3 separate regions of the Mus musculus genome follow, and all the other regions are linked to region 1. The links are chromatin contacts, called in public HiChIP or PLAC-seq maps. All regions are on one chromosome and are shown on one strand. The core of a region is the stretch at or near the end of the contact, and the rest is flanking DNA. Distances in the headings are between cores, read along the strand shown.

Region 1 (4,000 bases), core at 580-3,079:
TATGTATATGGACAGGCATGCCACAGCCCACGAGTGTAGATCAGAGGACAATTTGGGAAGTTGGTTCTCAAAACTTCCATCATACATGTAATTTCTGGGTATTGAACTCAGGTAACCAGGTTTGGTGGCAGGGGCCTTTGACCACTGAGTCATCTTGCCTTCTCCTGTGTGTGTGTGTGTGTGTGTGTTTGTGTGTGTGTGTTTGCTGTTGTTGAGAACTGAACCCATAGATCTGACCCACATAGAGCACAAACTCACTCATTGTGCTGTGGTACTGCAACTATCCTCACGGTACAAATAGTGAACACAGAGTTTTGTGAATTGTGCAACACACCTCACTAAGATTTGAATTCAAAGTTTTCGTACTTGGTTATGCCACTGTAACATCTCCCTGCTAATCAATGACATTACACAGCTGTTGGAGAATGAGCAATTTGAGGCCATTTGCCCCTTTGAACCAGAGCATCTATTTAAAACTATGCTTATTTATGACAAAAAAATGCATGTATACACATTTATTGATCAGCTCTGAAGGTGAGATGCCTTTTCAAGGACATAGCTTTCAAAATCTTTCAATTGAAATTCGTTGCCCAGGTGGGTAGTGGCACATGCCTGTAATCCTGCCATTCTCATTATCCCCAAGTAAACTGCTTAGCCTTGTGTTTCCTCACCTGGAAAGTGGGTCTAACAATAGCGCCATATCCTAAAGCAAAGGAGATGCGGTGCTATTGTCTACATAAATGGCTAAGCGCAGTGCCTGGCACGGAGTAAATGTTCAGTAAATGGATTTCATTATTTGGATGTTAGCCTCTAGTGTCTTCAGAACGCAAGTCGTCCAGTGACCACAGAAAGCTTTCCCCAGAGTCGCTGCCAACTCTTTGAGAACATCTCTACCTAAAGGCTCACCAGAGCACAGTGACATCAGCCACCTGCTTCCCTGGACCGCAGCTCCGGAGGTGGCCATGTCGCCTCGCTCAGGCCCCAAAACAGGGCAGACGTTGTCTCCGGTTTGCAACAGCACAAAACTTAACCCAGCTTTCTCACTTGAGTGAACTCCAGTTGGAGGTGATCACCAGGCTAGGTGGGCACGGATCCCGATCTGAAGGAATGCGGGCACCGAGCCAGGAAGGGCAACACTTCCACCTGCCAAGCGCCAGGTTGGGCAGCGCTCCTCCACAGCATCTACGGTGGCTCCCACCCTGTCACAGGGAAATAGGGGAACCTATCTCAAAATGCCAATCGGATGAATTCCCCGCGTATCCTCCGAAAAGCCAGCGTCGCCACCGTTTCGAAGGAGCGTGGGGGGAGCACCCAGATGAAACGCGACCTCCTGGGTGGTTTGGGAGCTCAAGGAGCCGAAGTCGAGGCACCGCCACCTCCATTCCCAGCTCCAGACACGTGCGCGCGGGTCGCCAGCCGGTTCTGCCTGTGTCCCCGCCACCCAGGCCCGCCCAGCGCGCTGCACTCACCAGGTGAAGAGTTTGCGTCGGATCCTGCTCAGCTGGCTGCCGATACTGTCCACCGTACCCAGCGCCCGGGGCTCGCTGGCCCCCGCACTCGCCGGCGACTCAGCCTCCATGGGGTCTCTTCGAGCCTCGCGTGCCCGGAACCCCGAGAAGTGCTCGGGCCCGGAAGACAGGAGGCGGTGCCTGTGAGTACGGCGCGGACTCGGCTCGCGCCCTGCCTTGCTCTCCTGCTGCGCTCTCTAGTACGCTCGCCCGCGTCCCGATACTCCTCCGCCCTGCTCGTGCGACAAATCATTAACTGTCAGGCCCTAAGGGCCAGACAATGCTTTTGCAGATCGCCACCTGGCACCTTTGGGAAGCTGGAGGAGAAAGGGCGGTTTGTTTTCTAGTGTCAGAGCTGAGTAGGACATAATGTAAATTTAAGATGAGAGGGTTGGGCTTCTTCCTCCCCCACCTCCATGTGGGTGGAGTTGATTTGGTTAGTTTCTTTGACCTAAGGTCTCACTCAGTAGCCGGGTCTATCCTGGAACTCAGGATATTGCCTAGGCATACTGCAAATTCTCAGCAGAACTCCTGCCTCAGCTTCAAGAGACCTGGGATTTACAGGTCTACGCTACCACGCCCGATGCATTTCAGGATTTCAAGGTTCCTTGTTTGAAATCAGCAAACTATAGGTAATCTGATAAGAGGTGATCTTGGCTGGTTCCCAGGATGCCTGTACAGGCAGCGAGCTGGTGCCCTCCTGAACTTTGCTAACTGGAAGAACCCACTGACCCCGCCTCTGTGTCCAGGTCTCCCTCCTTTTCCCCTAAAAGAACTGAAGACAAGCTGTGGTTTCTTTTCCTTTCAAAAGAACGATCAGAGTGGTGTGTCTTTGTGGCGCGAACTAGGCAAATCATCCCTCGCAGACCTGTTGGGTTGCCTTGTCACCTATCCTGGCCTTGACCCGGGCCACGCCTTCTGATGCTTGGATGGACCTACAAGGAACAAGAGGGAATAAAAAGTGGGATGGGGAAGTCCCTGGTTCTTGCTGACAGAAGCAAGTCTGTAGTGCCAATTAAGCATTTTTTTTTCCTGAAGGAGACCAAGCAGACAAAAGAACTGCTCCCCACCTCCTCACCCCGACCCCCCAATCTCCTCCTTTAGTGGATAAAGGGACACTGTAAACGGTAAATTCTAGAAGACTGTGTGTGGATGCAGAAGAGCAGGTGGTTTTGTAGAAGACACTAAGAAAAACCAGGTTTTTAACTAGCTGGTAGCTCACGCCTTTCCTCACAGCTCCTAGGAGGCTGAAGCACCATTGCCTTAAGCTCGAGGCTAGCCTAGAGTAGTCTGAGTTCTCGGTTAGCCTGAGCTAAAATGAGATCCTGCTTCAAAAAACACACGAGGTAGGGGTAGGAGTGTGTGGCTCAGCCCGTAAAGGTACCCGATGCCAGGGTTCGGTTCCTGGAACCCACATGGTGTAGGCCAAGAAACAGATCTCTACCAAGCTAAACTCTACATTTAGGCAATGGCACACACAAACACACAATCAATCAAATCGCTATTTAAAAAGCGTTTATAAAAGGGGGAATAGGTTTTGGAAAATGTAGCTAAGTAAGCCTTAAGTTTGCCAACTACAAGCGCTGTAAAGTTTAAGTATAATTATTTTCTGTTTATTTTTGTCTTTTTTAGACAAAACCTCACTCCATAGACAAAGCTGACTGAAACTCAACTATGTGTAACCCAGTCTGGCCTCCAATTTAGGGCAGTCCTGATGCCTCAGCCTCCCAAGGAGGAGCCTACACAATCATGCCTCGTTGAAATGATTGTTGGGATTATTTTTTTATTTTTTATTTTTTTTTTTTTGTTTTGTTTTGTTTTGTTTTGAGACAGGGTTTCTCTGTGTAGCCCTGGCTGTCCTGGGACTGAGGGTATAGGTCAGTAGTAAAGTGCCCACTCAGCATGCTTAAGGCCCTGGGTTCATCTCCTGACACACAAAGATATAATTACATCAATAGATTTCCTTAGATGGACAGATGTGTCCGTATAGATGACTAGTCCAAGAGTAAAACCCAAAGCTAGATGACCAAAGAAGACGGTCTGAATATTACGGGACAACTGGACAAAGCCTGCTGAGAGCAGCAGAAGCACACGTAGAGGCTTGGGCTGTGGCTCAGTTGGGAGAGTACAACCCTGGCATGTGTGAGGATCTGGGTTCAATCACCAGGACTGGAGAGAATCAAGTCACACATGCCAGTAAGCCCAGCAGCAAGGAGGCAGAAGAACTTCCAAGTCATCCTCAGCTACGTGGAGGGTTCAGACTCAGTGTGAGATACACGAGAGAGACCCTGTCTCAGGAGACCTCCCGAACAACACCCATTAAACTCCAGAGACTGACAATGTGGAATTTTGGACACTGTGGCCTAGGTCTTTAATCTCAGTACTCAGAAAGGCACAGGCAGGTGGATCTCTCAGAGTTGGTCTACACAGTGAGTTCTAAGATAACCAGAGAGCAACACAGAGAAACCCTCTCTAAAAGAAAAAGGGAAAGG
Region 2 (4,000 bases), core at 945-3,444, 58 kb before region 1:
CCACACACACTTCTCCCTCATTATAACTTCCTCATTTTCCCCCTTTCCCCCCAAAGTCACCATATATAACATATTTCCTAACACTACATATATCTTTGGAAATTCATGGTGTCGTGTTTACACCTTCGGTATAATGTTGATCCATTCCTTACATCTATCACGTCAACACTGCTTGTAAGGTGTCCATCCTGCACGAACGCCTCATTCAAGCTTCCAACGTATTCTTCGTCTACCGTGCATTAATTACCAATCCTCTCATGCAATTGTTATTGCTGTTGTTGATGGGAAATTATTTTCTGTAATATTTTTAAGTTTGCTCTTACTGGCTGAGGAAAGAGTGGTGTATGTTCTTGGAAGGTGACCCTAAGTCCAGACATCTTGCCAGATATTTTAACTTGTCCTGATTGGTAAGCTCGGTCTGAAAAGACTGAGCATGGTGTCCTTATATCTACTTTTTTATGCCATTTATTCTCTTTCTGTTCTAGCACTAGGCAAGACCTACCTGATGCTGATGTCCTCATCAGAGGTATTCACTGCCCTGACTCACTGTTAGGAATCCAAACTTCCATCTTTGAGGGGCCATTTGTTACGTTTTGAAAAATGTATGGGTACAGGGTAGTACTTGTGTGGTGGTCAGGGTACAACTGGCAGAAATCAGTTTTCTCCTAGTTCGTGGGTCCTTGGTATCAAATTCAAGTTGTTAGTCTCATCAGCGAGTGCTTTTACCCACCAAACCATCTCATAAGCACCATGAGGGAGCATTTGAATAGACCATGATGGAGCCACACAGTGGGGTGATACACCACTATAAAACAAAATCATAAAGACATCCATTTATTTTGCTGTGAAATACTCCTGGGGCATAGTGTTGAGTTAAGAAAAAATACAGGTTAAATCATAAAATTTTGCTTTCTGCTTGTTCTGTGAGATAGAGTCCCTCTCTGTAGCCCTGGCTGGCCTGGAACTCACTCTGTAGGACAATCTGACTTCAAACTCATAGAGATCTACCTACTTCTGCCTTCTAAGTGCTGAGACTAAAGGCCTGCACCACCAAGCCCAGCAAATAAATATTTCTTAACAGCTCGTGAGGTTCCACCCGCCATAGTTGTTTTGTTTTTGTTTTTGTTTTCTGAGACAGGGTTTCTCTGTGTAGCCCTGGCTGTCCTGGAACTCACTCTGTAGACCAGACTGACCTTGAACTTAGAAATCTGCCTACCTCTGCCACCCAAGTACTGGGATTAAAGGTGTGTGCCACCACTGCCCGACCATAGTTGTTTTTTTGAAGTATAAATTACTAAGTTTATTTTTGTTTCTAATGCTGGGAGGATTCCAGCCCTTGTGTGTTAAGTGTAGGGTGGGAGCAGGCACTGTGGTTTCTTACAATTAACTGTTAAACCTGAGAATCACAAGGAGAAAAGACCAAATCCACTATTGTCCAATCAAAGCAAGCTGTATTTCAGGGTCCAGTGTGGACCAGCCAGCCAGCTGTCTCACCAAGTCAGAATTTGAAAGAACAAGCCTCTGAGAGGACAATTACTTCGGGTGAATAGAAAATACTTCTACACCAAGGCTGTGGGGTTTGACCAAGATGCAAGGCCAGTTAACAGCTAAAATGAAGGGCCAGGTTTATCTCTTGCCTTCTCCATTGTATACTGCACTACACAAACACGAGCTTTGCACATGGGGGGGGGGGGGTTGTAGCCTCGTCTGAGGGAATATAGCACCTCTTTTAAAAAATACAAATTAATTAAAGAAAAAAAAAGTTCTTCCGGGCTGTAGAGATGGCTCAGCAGTTAAGAGCACTGACTGTTCTTCCAGAGGTCCTGAGTTTGATTCCCAGCAACCACATGGTGGCTCACAACCATCTGTAATGGGATCTGATACATTCTTCTAATGTGTTTCTGAAGACAGCTGCAGTGTGCTCATATAAATAAAAAATAAATCTTTAAAAATTTTTTTAAAAAGTGTTCTTCCTGCAGTTACTAAAATTCCAGGGCATTCTTGTCCTGTATGGTAATGCAGGTTGGGGTGATATGCCTTCAATAAAAATGAGTGATGTAATCTAACCTGAGGAAGGATGGTCTTTACCCAGCTGCCTCTCAGAACCCAGTGTTGCTGTGTAGAGTATACCCTCCCAGGAGGCTTTCCAGAGGACCCTGGGATTCCAGATCTTACTGGAAGCACCACCCACAGAGCTCCTGAGCCACTGGGAGCCAAATCTTCCAGACCTTCCGGTAGCAAGGTGCAGGAACCCGCAAGGGGCAAGATTCAGACCCAATTGTCTGAGTGGTGAGGCATCAAATTGTCAGCCCAGCTCCTCTGTGTCTGATGTGATATCTATCAGGGGAAGAGGGCGAAGGAGATGGCAAGCAGCTTCCTAAGAGCACAAATTCAGTCTCACTACCGGATATGGAAGCAAACATAAATACAATCTTATCTAATCTCTCCGTCTTGGGAGGGAACGGTACAGCCTGATCTGGGGAAACCGGGAGCCGCTGGAGACATACAGCCCTAATAATACACATGTTCTTTCTCCGGTTATTAAATATCAGCAAGGTAATGCCACGATTCAGCTGAACAAAGTCCCCGGAGGCTTTCGGTTATTTTCCAAAATTTTTGTCTCAATACTGCCACCAAGTGTTCAGTGCCCTCACTTCTCAAACCTCAGCTTAACTGTTAAAGGGAAAGCTGTTTAACCCTAGGAAAGACCAAGGGGGGGGGGGGCGGGGGGAGGTGTCTATAATGCATTTTTGAGTGGGGAAAGTAAAAAATATAAGTTCCAAAGCAGTATGTACTTTTGAATCCAAACACATGGGTTGAGTGTGTGTATATGTGCAAACTTTTTCATATGTGTGCATGCATAAAACAAAAGCGAAGCAAGCAAAATACCTAGCACAGAGCTGAGACTATGGTTCAGTAGAGCTCTCAACAAATATGTCATGAACCCCCAAGGCCTCATACCAAAAATAGACGGATGAATGGATGGGTGGATAGATATAGACAGACAGACGGACAGATACCAAGAAACAGTCACCAAGTAATTGGTGATCATTATCTCTAGTTGTGGGATTTAGGGATATTTTATTATTTCCTTGCTTCACCTCCCAACTTGCAAGAGTGCACTGGCCACAGATAGTGTTCTCATTTTCTAATGGAAAACACTACCTTAACCCTGGTGGCTTAAGACAGCCTAACCTCATTTTCCCACAGTTTGGGCAATTGCAAGTCGGAAACTGTTCTCACTGGACTTCCATGGCCTCTCCCTGTTCAAAACCAGCCAAAGCCAGCAGAGCCCTTTCCACCGGAGTTTTACCTATTCAAAATGATAATTTTAAGGAATCGCACCTCCTGGCTTCAGGTTGTTTCCAGAAGGCAGCAAGAAGTGTTTAGAAGGGAGGGTGCGGTTCAGAGCACCAGGTTCTCCTCCCGCAAGGGAAGACGCACATTTCCTCTTTTGTTTTGGTGTGGACTCCCAGTCCTCTGAGGGGAAGATCAAAGCCCATACCTCGCGACACTGTATGCTGTGCACCCTCAGACCAGGTAAGGGCCCATTCGGTCCAGCTTCTGCTCCGGTTTACAATTGCAGAAAGCCTCAGAGGAAGTCCTGCTGGGTAGAAGCTGAAAGGGACAGGACATATGAAGAGAATGCAGGTTCAGACTGAAGGAGTCTATAGCGTTAGGGGAAACCCCCAATGCCTGGGGTACAGCCAAGTGGAATAGCACTGGTCCAGTATGTGTGTCGTCCCCCCCCCCCCCAGAAGGAAGAGGGGGGAAAGCCACTGGGCAACTATGTAACCAATACCTCAGGAAAGACACAACCTGCTTCCTTATCCAGGAAAAGTTCCCCTATCCCTTCCCAAGAACTATTTCAACCCTGACTCTGATTTCTATTCCCATAGAGCTGTGTGTAAATGAACTAGGGAATCTTTCACGCGGGAGATTTTTGAGATTTATTTATAATCTATATGAATCAGTAATGTATTCCATTTTATTACTGAAT
Region 3 (4,000 bases), core at 854-3,353, 35 kb before region 1:
TTCAAATGTGATGTAAGGTTAAACAACAGTAGTTGGAGCAATCAAATATTTTCCCATTCATTATTTTAGACTCATCTATTTTTATTTTATGTGTATGAGTGTTCAGCCTGCATCTACATCTACGTGCTATGTATGTGCTGGTGCCCTTGGAGGGCAGAAAAGAGAGTTTAGTCTCTTGGAAACAGAGTTATAATGGTTGTAAGCCATCATGCTGGTGCCGAGACCCAACCCTCCAAGGTCCTCTGGCAAAGTAACAAGAGATCTCAACTGCTGAGATATTTCTTGAGCCCCTACTTACTAATTTAAAAAAAAAAAAAAACCAGCAGTGATGGCACATGCCTTTAATCCCAGCACTTGGGTGGCACAGGCAGGTGGATTTCTGAGTTCAAGGCCAGCCTGGTCTACAGAATGAGTTCTAGGACAGCCAGGGCTACACAGAGAAACCCTGTCTCGAAAACCAAAAGAGAAAAAAACATGTGCAAGGTCCCATACACACATGTTCACAGTGTGCCCCGGAGGGGAGAGGACCATTTACATTTTCTTCTCTGTCACGTTGGTGTCATGTTGGTCCTAGGGATTGAAGCCAGGTCCTCAGGCTAGACAGCAAGCATCCTCACCTCCTGGGGCATTTTGCCGACCCTTCAAGTATAAGTCATTACACTTTGTTGTAAGTCACTCCCCATCCCTGATTGTCCTGCCCTCTGCCCCCTTCTCCCCTTCTTCCTTTCGTTTTCATGAAAAGTTTTAAATTCTTACAGCTGTATGCCGCTGATGATTGTTCCAAATAGTCCCACCATTCCTAAAAATTCCTGTCTGCTCAGCTTCTTCACGATGTATTCTTCACACACGTTAGACACAGCATACAGGGAAGCCCCAAGCAGGACTAAGATGTCACCAATAAGAACATCACTCCCTACAGGGCAGCAAGGCACAAAAAGAAATGTGTTGTCAATGGGTGAGCCAGGAGTTAGCAAACACTGATCATTTGAGTAAAACTTTATTGAATCCTAGCTTCTGTAAGTCTAAAGGCTCTCACCCTTACTGTCTGGCACAACACTGACACCGTTTTCACATTTTTACTCCCTGGGAGACCAACAGAGTGGAAGATGGTACTGTGTAGCATCCTGAAAGAAAGCCATTTAAAGACAGGACAAGTTCACAGACTGTAGTGCAGGGAATTTGTTAGAACTTCGGGAAAGGATGCTAGGTGAAAGAAATGGTTTTATTTTGATCCAAGGAGATACTAAGGTTATCTTGGAGATCTGGTAAATTCAGACCTGGTTTAGCATCTATATTGTGAACTGAAATATTCCAACCAGGCAGTAGTGGCACCCACCTTTAACCCAAGACAGCCAGGGATACACAGAAAAAAAAAAAAAAAGAAGAAAAAATCCTGTCTCAAAAGAAGAAAAGAAAAAGAAAAGGAAAAAGGAAGAGAGGGAGGGAGGGAGGAAGAAGGAAGGAAGGAAGGAAGGAAGGAAGGAAGGAAGGAAGGAAGGAGGGAGGGAGGGAGGAAAGAAAGAGAGAGAGAGAGAGAGAAATATACTAAAACACTCAGATCAAAACAAACAGCCAGGTCTCTTTTTTGATGGAAATGAAACACTACCACCTGAGAGTGGTGCTGAGTAGGATGTCCTCCCACTGCCGTGGGGGTGGGGGTGGGGGTGGGGGTGGGGTGGGGTGGGAGCTGAGGAAGGAGGGTTTTGAATTTTTGAGTTCAAGAAAAGAAAGGTAGGGAGAGGAAAGGATGGAAAGAAAGGAAGGAAGAGGGAAGGAAAGAGAGAAGAAACAAAGAAAAGGGGAGGAAGAAAAAGAAACAAAAGAATGCCATAAAGGGGAGAAAAGAGAGCTAGCTCAACAACAGAGGGTTTTGGAAAAACACATCCAAAGTGATTTAAGAGAAAGATGATTTCTACAAATATATTCAAAACAAAATTTTAAACACGTTTAAATGGGGAAAGGCAGCTAAACAAGAAAACAACCACCAAATGTTTAGCAGCAAATGAGAAAGTGCTACAGGAAGTGCTGAGGAAGCCAGCACACCTCACTGAGGAGGGGCCAGCCCAGCAAGCCTGCTCCCCCGCACTAGTTCACAGCACGGACTCCTGCTGAGTTCCTCTATCACCCACTTCAGTCAGTGTAACTCTGCCAGACTAACAGGTGTAAGTGATACAGTCTCACCTGAATTATCTTCTCGCCCAGCTAATATGTCTGCACCAACCATGGTCCCTACACCCAGCAGACAGACAAACACAGCAATGAAGTGGATCACTTTGTATCTTGCCCGGAGAATAAACCAGGAGAGAGCCATCAACACAGGAATCCCAAAGCAATCCAAGAGCTGCAGGGAAAAGAAAAGCACGCAGCCTCAACCACTTCAGCAGCATAATTAACAAGAGAAAGCACTTAGGGAACATTTGTTATTGCTGACCCTGAACGCAAGCACTTACCAGAGCTGCAGTCCCTCTGTGAGATTTGGGACTGCAAACCTGTTTTAGATGTGCATACAAAACCCCAAAGGCTAAAGAAAGATTAGTTGCCCCAAATTATATGGTTAAAAGTCAGGCTCGAGGTGGGGGGTGGGGGGTGGGGGGTGGAGGCTGGAGAAAAAATGGTTAAGAGCACTGACTGCTCTTCCAGAGGTCCTGAGTTCAATTCCCAGCAACCACATGGTGGCTCACAATCATCTCTAATGGGATTTGATGCCCTCTTCTGATGTGTCTGAAGACAGCAACAGTGTACTCATATATATAAAATAAAAGTAAATAAATAAATACCCCCTCCCCTGCCGCCAAAAAAAAAAAAAAAAAAAAAGAAGTCAGGCTGGGGATGCAGCTCAATTAATAGAGTGTTTGCCTAGCGGGCACAAGGCCCTGGGTTTGATCTCCAGTGCCATATAAAACAGTACTTTAGAGGCAGGAGGAAGAGCAGATCAAGGTCATCTTTGGCTACATAGCAAATTCTAGACCAGCCTGACATACACCAAACCTTCCTCGAAACAGAAAACACCCAAAGGCTGAATCTGTTCATCCTACCCAGGAGCCTCTGCTTTCCCCTCTGTTTATCTTTAAACTCGGAAGGCAGAGTTTCCTTCCAGTACATCCATTTACTCCACCAACAGACATTTAGTAAGCATGACCAGTGTCCAGGACTCTGTAAGAGGGTTTGGGTGTTCAGTTCAAGTACAAAGCACTTGTCTGGCAAGCACCGGGCCATGGGGGTGATGTGGGGCACATCATAAGAGGAGTTGGAATATAAAATTGAACAAGGTAGAAGCCCTATCCTGAGGAGCACAGACTAAACTGGACAGACACGAAATTAGACATCACAAAGTCCAATATTCAATTGTAACTGAGCAAAGTATTACCAAGTACAGGTTACAGTGAGGCAACGAACAGAAACCATCTCCCTGACAGAGAGGTCAGTTCTACCATGTGAGACATGCTTGATCCCAGCACAGACTCCTGTTCATTTTTAGCATATGTTTCTCCATCATTTGGGGTCCATAAGATACTTGCTGTAACCCCTTTAACTGCTCTTCTTATCAAACGGGGACAATGAGTATTCAAACTATAGCAAATTCAAAATCGATGGCAAGATAGGAAAAAAGAGTGAATTAAGGTTCTCAGCTCTTCTGAACAAAGAATTCTCACCTGAGGAATACCGAATGGCAGAGAAGCACCTGAAAAAATGTTCAACATCCTTAATCATCAGGGAAATGCAAATCAAAACAACCCTGAGATTCCACTTCACTCCAGTCAGGATGGCTAAGATCAAAAATTCAGGTGACAGCAGATGCTGGCAAGGATGTGGAGAAAGAGGAACACTCCTCCATTGTTGGTGGGATTGCAGGCTTGTACAACCACTCTGGAAATCAGTCTGGTGGTTCCTCAGAAAATTGGACATAGTATTACCAGAGGATCCCGCAATACCTCTCCTGGGCATATGTCCAGAAGATGCCCCAACTGGTAAGAAGGACACATGCTCCACTATGTTCATA

What was found. HiChIP or PLAC-seq counts read pairs in DNA pulled down with a chosen protein or histone mark.
Region 2: an H3K4me3 HiChIP or PLAC-seq map of the SCID.adh cell line shows a contact between it and region 1, with 25 read pairs. The contact joins the enhancer-like site here to the promoter of Slc35f2 in region 1. A contact is called at or near these places in 2 of 39 promoter capture datasets (liver and macrophages), 1 of 15 datasets of contacts at CTCF or cohesin (embryonic stem cells), 9 of 484 Hi-C or Micro-C datasets (B cells, CD8 T cells, Th1 cells and 6 more), 9 of 115 datasets of contacts at active chromatin or transcription factors (the SCID.adh cell line, T-cell acute lymphoblastic leukemia, double positive thymocytes and 4 more) and 3 of 9 other capture datasets (embryonic stem cells, liver and pancreatic islet).
Region 3: an H3K27ac HiChIP or PLAC-seq map of embryonic stem cells shows a contact between it and region 1, with 15 read pairs. The contact joins the enhancer-like site here to the promoter of Slc35f2 in region 1. A contact is called at or near these places in 2 of 39 promoter capture datasets (liver and macrophages), 2 of 15 datasets of contacts at CTCF or cohesin (CD8 T cells and embryonic stem cells), 23 of 484 Hi-C or Micro-C datasets (B cells, CD4 T cells, CD8 T cells and 10 more), 15 of 115 datasets of contacts at active chromatin or transcription factors (CD8 T cells, the SCID.adh cell line, T-cell acute lymphoblastic leukemia and 6 more) and 4 of 9 other capture datasets (adipose tissue, embryonic stem cells, liver and 1 more).

The regions. Positions count from the first base shown.
Region 1 is chr9:53,769,364-53,773,363 of GRCm38.p6, reverse strand. Slc35f2 (solute carrier family 35, member F2) reads right to left here and starts at 1,829. Exons shown (of 8, transcript NM_028060.3): 1 at 1,470-1,829. The coding sequence starts at 1,579.
Region 2 is chr9:53,828,150-53,832,149 of GRCm38.p6, reverse strand. No RefSeq gene overlaps it. Among named protein-coding and RNA genes, the nearest start is that of Sln, 20 kb to the left of the region's middle. Within about 2 kb of position 2,194, at least 38 of the 459 cell types and tissues checked have an H3K27ac peak or open chromatin away from gene starts, as enhancers often do. A contact at or near this core is called in the SCID.adh cell line, where this site is marked.
Region 3 is chr9:53,804,959-53,808,958 of GRCm38.p6, reverse strand. It overlaps Slc35f2 (solute carrier family 35, member F2), which reads right to left. Exons shown (of 8, transcript NM_028060.3): 4 at 2,182-2,341; 5 at 757-913. Among named protein-coding and RNA genes, the nearest start is that of Slc35f2, 35 kb to the right of the region's middle. Within about 2 kb of position 2,103, at least 40 of the 459 cell types and tissues checked have an H3K27ac peak or open chromatin away from gene starts, as enhancers often do. A contact at or near this core is called in CD8 T cells, Th1 cells, double positive thymocytes and 5 more, where this site is marked.